Linked DNA regions of Mus musculus: region 1 is linked to region 2. A link is a contact called in public HiChIP or PLAC-seq data. All regions are on one chromosome and are shown on one strand. The core of a region is the stretch at or near the end of the contact, and the rest is flanking DNA. Distances in the headings are between cores, read along the strand shown. Region 1 holds the start of Cfap299 (cilia and flagella associated protein 299). Region 2 has its middle 36 kb from the start of Cfap299.

Region 1 (4,405 bases), core at 428-2,927, 36 kb before region 2:
ATATTTTGAGTAAAACTTCATGTCGTTTATATCTGTAATTAATTTATCCATGACTGGAATCCATTATCTAGGGAAATCTTTAAATCATTTTAATATTTCTTTCACCCCTTACCTGAGAAAAGAAATTCAACTGGAATTTTTATTTTTCCGGTAGTCCGCAGGCAGCCACTAAAGAGAAGGACTGTGTTTAGTCAGAGGGGCAGATGACTGGAAAAGGATCTAAAACCCATAGCTTAGCAATTTTGCTGAAGCTTGTCAATCATTTCTCCACTCACTGAACTGGTTGGTTTTATTAGATGATGCTAACTTATAGAATAAAAGTTGTTAATTAGTTCAGCAAAGCTAATGTTACTCGCTGCCGTGGCAATGCAGTTGTTTTAGTGTTCTGTCGTTATTTAGTGAACACGGGAAACAGAGGATGGAGACGCACTACTTCCGTCCCGCCAACCACGCTCCTCAACCTCCGGAGCATCACTACTTCCGCATCACTACTTCCGCATCACTACTTCCGCATCACTACTTCCGGTCTACCAACCAAGTGCCAACCGCGCTCCTCATCCTCTGGCCGGTCAGATAATTAAGATGGACTCACCCTTTCTCTTCCTACCTCCCCTTCTTTCTACATAAGCTTCTTGCAACATCTATTGTAATTATCAATTCAGTGGCTTCATTTCAGATGCAAGGATTTAAAGCAACTTCTGTGGGTTTAAAATATTGGCTAAAAGCAGGAGAGACGGCTTAAGGAAAAGGTGCTTGCTGCCAAACTTGAGTTCATTCCCTGGACACCACAGAATACAAGTTCAGAACCGATTCCAAGTTGCCCACTGACTTTTTATGCATGTGTGCGTACACACAAATGGAACTTTAAGTTACCCATCTAATAAACGTAAAAGCTTGGTTGTTTGGTGATATCGCTGCTGTTGCTGTTAAAAATCATGTTTTGTAACTATTTTAACAGATAATTTCAAAAGGGACAAATTTTCTTCATTTAAGATTATTTTCATACAGTGGCACCTATTTAAAAAGGAGGGGTGTCTATATGATAAACTGCCTTGTGCACAGGAGAAATGAGGGGAGTTGGCCAAATTCAAGTCCTTCCCAGAGTTCTGTAGGGTTGATTCTCCCCCCCCCCCCCCGCCCCCAATGGTGCTTGCTCTGTTTGTCCTTAATATGGAGATGGACTCCTTTGAAAACCTGAGCCCAGGCTGTGAGACTTGCAGTTGGGAGTTAGGAGCTCGGAGCTTGAAGATCCCTCCAACTAAGTCTTCTCGAGCATCCGGGACCTCCCGCTGCCCTGCCCTCAGGTGCACACAGCAACGCGTCCTCCTGGTTTTATGCCTTGTTACTACTTTACAGCGACCAAGTCGGCCTCTGTGCAGCGCACCAGCGTTTGGAGGGCTGGGGACTCCTGCAGCCTGCAGAGAAGTCTCTCGAAGCCAGAGGCCTGCGGTGAGCGCCGTCACCGCCAGGGGGCGACCAAGCCCCGCCGCGGCCAGCAAGACGGACCCGCGCTTACCTCCAGGTAGTACAGGTCGACCGTAGTGATCTGAGAGTCCAGGAAGTCTTCATAGGTGTTGAACTGTGTGACAATGTTGTCCACGGCCGTCAGCCCCTCGTCCTGATCCATCGCGGCTACACCGACGCGTCCCTAGTAACCGGTGTGGGCGGGCCGGACGCGCGCCGGTTGCGGGGGCGGGGCAGAGGGCGCTGCGCTGGCCCTGCCCCAGCCGGATCCCTGGGCGGCTTCTAACCCCTGGGAGCGGTCAGCCCTGCAGGGCAAACCCAACTTTTTTGGTGTAAAAGCCTTAGCAAAGTCCGAAGGTGCCTGCTCAGTGTTTGCAGTAAGAACCTCGACAGAAGAGTATCCCGGAAATCTAGGGGAAATAGTCTTGCTGGGTGCTTCAAAATAGCACGTGATCAGTTGTATAAATTACAACTTAAAGGCAAGTTATGGTTGGTTACTTGTGTGCCAGGAACAATGTATAAACTTCCCAAACGAAGCAGCCTTAGTGATCTCCTTTGCTCCTGCCTTCTGCCTTTCAGTTCCTTTACTTTTTGTTATTTAAATTTCAATAAGTTGAAAATTACTTGAAAAATCTTGCCTCCTTGAACGTCCTTTAAAAAATTGGGTTGGGGGGGAGGGATCCTAATCATGGAATGATATATCCCATTGAGAAGCTGATATTGACTTGTGTTTCTATTTACTCATTTCTTTAAAATACTATAGTATAAAATTGAATCTGAAACATTTCTCATTAGAGCAGACTTGTACAACTGTTTCCACACCAGAAGCACAGATGCTTGCTGTTATGCCAAGGGACTTTACAATCATCTCAGCATTTGTAGAAATCAAATCAGATTCTGCAATGAATCTTTTCCATTTTTTGGGGGGGAGGGGGGCAAAGTAAAGCCAGGTCTATTTAAGACCCCAAGTTGCACAATAAGTTATAGCTTTATTTTAAAAACAGGCTACCAACAATTTATATTGTATAATTATCTAGAAAGCTATAGAAACTAAACTCCAAGCATAGAGGGGAAAAAATTTCATGTGGCCTAAAACATTATCACAAGTAGAGAGGAGAGGTCTCTGTACTGTCTGGTCCAAAAGAAACTTGAGGACAAGTGCCTTTTGTGTCTTTTAGCATTCTGAAGGGCAAGCTGGCCTCTAGGCATCTCATGTACCTGGTTTCAAGTCCAAGCTGACATTCAGGCTCCTCCTAGCTCCTCTCATATCAGCTTCTCAGTCCTACAGAACCCTGACCTTTCAGCCATGTGCTCTCTTACCACCCACCCCCTCTCTGTCCCAGAGGCATTATTCTGGGTGTGTTGAACACAACAGAAAGCTTAAAAAAAAAAAAAAAAGTTTCTGCCGCTGGGGTCCACAGGATATGAAACTTGCTTCCGTGTGGTGATTGATTTGAATTTACCACATACCAGCCCTGTTCTAAGTACCATACAATCTCCATTATTTCGTTTAATCACAACAACAAACTCACTAGAAAACCAGCATTGGTGTTATCCTCCATATGGAGACAGGATGAGTTTAAATGACTTGGCCAAAGTGTCGGGTGCAAAAAAGCAAACCCAAAAAATAACAATAGTCCTTTTCTCTCACAGGGGCATGTGGATGTAAAGATAGGTTATAAAGAGCTGTGTAAAACCAAATACAGAAGTTTGTTTATTAGAAAGAAAAATAAACGTGTGGTAAGGAACACGGATTGATACAAAGCCTAGAAACAGTAGGCGCATCTTCCAAACTGTGGAGGCAAGAAACGCAAGTTCTGTGTGGGATGGAGGGAGAGGTGGACAGTAGGGAGGGGCACAGGAAAGAGGATTGGAAGGAGGAAGCTGACTGAAGTTGAAAGGTGTAGTAAAAGAGATTTCAAACGAGACCAGCCGTGGACCCAAACAGGAGAAGCTGTGGTGGCCATGGCTTCAGAATGGAACTCACACTACTGCACGCTGCTCGTCTAGGGGGTGCTGGGCTGTGCTTACATGTGTTACCGCTGTTTCTGCCATCCTCCCACACCAAGGTTTTATCGTCCTCTTGAAATCATAAAACAGCTAAGGAATGTTGGAATTCCTGACCCTGTGGCACTCTGATATCAAGGACGATTTCTACCTTCATTGTTCTAGCATGATCCATTGCAGTTGTACGTTTTTTAGGGATGCTTCATTAAACTGACCACGCAGACAGAAACCGCACGGTCAGAAGCTCTTTGGTGAAATGATCTTGAAAGCATAGAAATTTAAACAACTTAAAGGTATTTCCAATCAAGGACTCTAATGCTGCCCAAACACTTTTAACAGAGCAGTGTCTTTGTTAATAGTGAAAGAAATTTATAAATTTAGACCATTCTACACAGAAAGGTTAAAATTACAGTAAGCCCAACAACACAAGTCTTCTAGATTTTCACTTTGGGTTCAGAAACACTTTAGACCTGAGCCTGAAAAATGCCAAGAAGGAATGGCAACCATGAAATATGTAAGATTAAGCAAGTCTCTTTTCTATGGTGAGGCCTTTGTTATGACGAAGAAATACTTTATTTTGGAAACCATAAATTCCTTCTTCAAGTCTGGGACTTTTAAACATTGAATCCAGGAATTTAGCACCGATCCCAGAAATTCTATTCTTTGCCAAAAGATGGGGAATATATATTTCACAACAAACTGCAGGGTGTAAGAGAGAAGAGACATATGGAAGAATAAGAAAATACATGCCCTATTCAGCTTAGCTACAGAGTAAAGAAGGCCATACTATAAAGAAAAGGGCATAGGGAAAACCAAACCCTAGCATTTCTTTGAAACAAATGGGCTTTCTTCTATTCTCACTAGAGCAGGATGAAGTCATTTCAAACTACACTCTATCTTTTTCTTTTCCCAAATAATTAGTAATATCCTATGC
Region 2 (4,529 bases), core at 1,179-3,678:
ATATATATATATATATATATATATATATATTACATTATCATACTATACACAGCTTGTAGAGTACCTGGGATCTTGTTGGAAATGCAAATTCTCAGACTTACTCAATCAGAACCTGTGGGCAGGAGGCCTAGGGAATCTGTCTCAGCAAGTCCTGCAGAGGGTTCTGGTGAGCAAGGAAGTTGAAGAAGATGGTCTTGTGGCAAGTTTTAAAAGGAAGTATCTAAAGGTTAGAATGAAGGGCTAGCGAGAGGGCCCAGCAAGGGAAGGGACCTTCTGAAGGACCTAATGGCCTGAGGTCAGGATAGATGGATAGATAGATAGATAAATAGAGATAGAGATAATTCACTATCACTTTATATATATATATATAATACACTATCATTTTTGTTTTAAGAGAGTTTTATTTTTTTAATTGTACTGTAAAAGAGCATAGCATATTATAGCGGAAGTAGCTTCAAACCTCTTGTCTTTACCTGGTCTCTTTATAGAGTATTTTTTCTTCAGTTTCATTTCCCCTAAGGTTGATCATCTACTGGTTGATTAGCCTATTGTAAATAGGCTATACTGCACTTCTGCATACACACACACACACACACAGACACACATGTCCCACTCCCATGTACCCAGTGTGTATGTGTGTAGTGTGTGTGTGTATGCAGTGGTATGGTGTGAGTGCATGCTATGTGTGTGCACAGTGTAGTGTATATGTGCCCACAAACATCCACATACACACGCATGAGCTTGGACGCACATAAGTAGCATGCTGTGCACATAGAAGTCACAGAACAACTTCCAGAGTCAGTCCTCCCTTACCATCTGGGTCCTAGGCACTGACCTCAGGCCGTTAGGTCCTTCAGAAGGTCCCTTCCCTTGCTGGGCCCTCTCGCTAGCCCTTCATTCTAACCTTTAGATACTTCCTTTTAAAACTTGCCACAAGACCATCTTCTTCAACTTCCTTGCTCACCAGAACCCTCTGCAGGACTTGCTGAGACAGATTCCCTAGGCCTCCTGCCCACAGGTTCTGATTGAGTAAGTCTGAGAATTTGCATTTCCAACAAGATCCCAGGTACTCTACAAGCTGGTCCTGGCATGGGACTTTGAGAAGGGCAGTTCATTGATAAAAGCCCACCAGGTTCTTTCTATAAAGGTCTTGTACCACAGAAGTCAAGAGTCCCCAAGGCCCTCAGCAGTGACTGACAACCAGTAAACACTGACCCTGAGAGCATCAGCAAGTCTGCACTGACAGGCCCTGTCATTTCACCTTCCTTCTTTAGGAGTGAAGTTCTTTAAAAGAAATCTCCATCCTGCATATGAGGGAAACAAGTGACAGTTGCCTTTTTGAGCCTTTACCACAAAGGACTTAGGAAAAGAAAGGTGTCTGGAGAGAGGGGTAACAGAAGGTAATATGGAGTGAGCATGGTCAAAGTACATTATATACAAGTATGAAGACTTCATAATGAAACCCATCGTTTTGAACAATTAATGTGTATCAATAAACAGATAATGGGGAATTTTTATTTAAAAACAAAACTTTCTTCCTCAAAATGTTTCAAATGTGTATGAAATGAAGTGCTTTCTATAACGGTGGAACAACCATGATTGCCCATAGCACTTTCGTTTGCCATGTAGACATGAGTAGGCACATATACGCCAGAGTTTTGCTTACAAAATTACAGATTAATAAACATTAAGGAAAAAACTCACAATTTTCTATATTCAAGGAAACCACTAATGGTAAACAGAAGCAGACTAAATCCTCAAATCTAAGAGGCCGGGATCATTTGCTTCTGTGAGGGAAATATGTACAATGCTGAAGATTTTCCATGTAAAAGGAACTAACATTTATTAATCCCTAGGGTGAGCCAAAGCATGGCACTGGGGATTTTTGATTGACCAGAGAGCAAGCCCTCTACTCTAGGTGGGTCTTAGGCAGACAGAACTCAGAACCAAGGTTAAAAAAAAGGTAGTCTAAGGTAAAAATTATTCAAATGTTCCTGCTTTGAAAGGAACAGCAAAAATACTCTGTCTTTCCTGAAGAAAAATGGGTAAGGGGGAACAGCTGCCCGGGAACTTGGGATGGGGGTGGGGGTGGGGTGCCAAGCAATGGAATCAGCGAAGAAGAAACTGTGTTATCACCTGTATCAAGCACGTATACTTGTGCCCTTTCTTGGGCAGTAAGAGGGCAGAACCAGCCAAGACACCTTTCTGGGAAGTAGAGGCAGAGCGGGACGGATGGCCTTCAGGATGCTTTATCACCAGAAGGGTTCCACTAGTCTGAATGTTCACAGGACAACGTCAAAGGCATGTCTAAATTATATGTGAATTCCCAGAGTTAAGAAGTCGGCTTGTGGGGGAGGGAACAGAGTCGGGATGGAGGGAGTGTTGCCTGAGTCAGAGGGTTTCAGACTTAATCCTGATAGTCACTCCCTAGCCGGTGACCTCAGGCAAATTACTTAATCTAACTCTGGTTTTGTCCTTATCTGTAAAAGGGGATAGTCATACCTACCTCAGAGAATTGTTGTGAGGATTAAAAGAGATAATGACTTGCTTGGCACCCAGTAGGAACGCAATTGTCCAGAAGCAGCTGGCAGCCCCATGCTCCCTCCGGCATAAAGCGAGTCCTCCTACCTTTCTACTTAAGTAGAAGCTTTGTCCGATGGGTTTTTGCTTTTCATTATCTGCTTTGTGTGGAGAAATGACTAGAGAGAAAAGTGTCTCCTCCAGCTCCCCCCCTCCAGCCCCCCCCCCGCCCCCGGCTGTTTACCTGCCAGCTCTGTTTCCCCTGCTCCCAACCTTTCAGGTCCTTTCCCCTGCAGCTCTGGGATGGGGGAGGAGGAGGTGGCGATGCAGCCCGGGGCAAGTCAGATACCCCCTCTCCAAAGCTCAGCCAGCTCTGCTCAGAGAAGCAGCCTTAATTAGTCATTTGCCTGGCGTAACTCAGCAAATCTCTGTTTGAAGTAGGAGGACCATGACTAGAGTTTGATTTCCCCATTTTCCATACGGTGTCCAAAAGGTAAAAGGGCGGATGCGCTCATAGGCTTCGGGTCTCCGATCTTTTTCCGACCTGCCTTTTCCGCATTTACGGAATTTAGGAGTAAATACCTCCTAGACACAGATGAATTCTGCGTGCCAGCTACCTGTTCAGTGTAGCAAATACTCAGCCAGCTACTGCATTAGGTTTTGGTTTAAAGCCACTCTAAATGATTTATTGTTTTTAAATTATTTACATGGCGTTATTCCTTCCTTGTAAAATGCAGAAGCGCTGTCAGGAGCAACATCGCAGCAAGGTTATGAATGGCAGTACAAGTAAATCAAGGTAATTAGGCTTCACGTTGAAAATACTGACAAGTTCTCCACCAGCCACCACTTCACCGGTGATAATAAAATTTGCATGATTTCCTGACATTATATTCACCACATATTTTCACGGCACGCTCACTGTAATTACCGAGGGCGTGATCTCACACTCCGAGCAAGCAAAACTCTCCCTGAACCCAGCAGGGACTATTACAGATGCTTAGAAATGAAACCACTGGAATTAAGGAGAGAGCTCCCTACATAGCTTTAGGGATCTGCGATGGATCAAACTGAATCTTGACAGCTAAGAAAAATGAGCAATATTCTCTCAACTACTCCTGAAGTAAGACCAGGTCAAATTATAATGAGACAGAGGTATCTCAAAGATAGGGGCTTCGGGTGCTGGGTTTTGTGACAATTGATGCCTGCAATTTGTTTTCTGGTTCTTTGATGTTAAAAGTAAATGTGATTTGTATCCCTGATTGAAAATCATATGTAAACATGGCTGTAAGTTTAAGTTTGAAAAGAAACATTCTCATTCATATATATATATATATATATGAATATGAGATATATATATATATATCTCAGAATGAACAAAAGGATTCAGTGCAATCAAAGGCTCATTGAAGGGTACACACAAGATGTAAGTAACTAAACGAGTGTCCACGATCCATTAGCAGCCTTTCATTTGGTCAAGCTCATCCTCAGGGTCTGAGCATCTCTTGTATGCCAACCATAGACTTTCTGTGTTCCAGTTCAGCTAACCGAATTGACATCTAATTCCTAGTGTGTGTCGTCGTCGTCCCCCCCCACCCCCGTCCCTGTCCTTTCTGAACCTTGCTTCAAAAGCCTCCCTTCCCATAACTGCCTCAATAGAAAAGAGGAAACTAATGTTTTGAATTGTATGTGTTATAGAGTCTCAAGGATAAGCATATTATAGAAATTCAAGCAGAAATGAATACCCGCTATATGGCATTGAAGGAGAAGACAGGAAAAAAAAAAAAAAAAAAAAAAAAAAGACAATCCAGTTTGTAAACTTTGCCTCCAGATCTTGGGATGGACGTCGATCCAGTATTCCAGTCTCAGGTCCAACCTGAAGGAAAACTACACGGTCTGTGGTTCTGCAGTCAAAGCACCTGACTCACTCTGGCTTATACCAGACACCACCTTCATATGAACATAAAGACAGGACACTCTACAGTAAAAAGCCCTTTCAGGAAACCCTTGCG

Evidence for each region. HiChIP or PLAC-seq counts read pairs in DNA pulled down with a chosen protein or histone mark.
Region 1: an H3K27ac HiChIP or PLAC-seq map of epiblast stem cells shows a contact between it and region 2. The contact joins the promoter of Cfap299 here to the enhancer-like site in region 2. A contact is called at or near these places in 1 of 15 datasets of contacts at CTCF or cohesin (CD8 T cells), 1 of 484 Hi-C or Micro-C datasets (the C2C12 cell line), 2 of 115 datasets of contacts at active chromatin or transcription factors (embryonic fibroblasts and epiblast stem cells) and 1 of 9 other capture datasets (adipose tissue).

Annotation. Positions count from the first base shown.
Region 1 is chr5:98,326,576-98,330,980 of GRCm38.p6, reverse strand. Cfap299 (cilia and flagella associated protein 299) reads right to left here and starts at 1,677. Exons shown (of 6, transcript NM_001024614.1): 1 at 1,517-1,677. The coding sequence starts at 1,627.
Region 2 is chr5:98,291,535-98,296,063 of GRCm38.p6, reverse strand. No RefSeq gene overlaps it. Among named protein-coding and RNA genes, the nearest start is that of Cfap299, 36 kb to the left of the region's middle. Within about 2 kb of position 2,428, at least 16 of the 459 cell types and tissues checked have an H3K27ac peak or open chromatin away from gene starts, as enhancers often do. A contact at or near this core is called in epiblast stem cells, where this site is marked.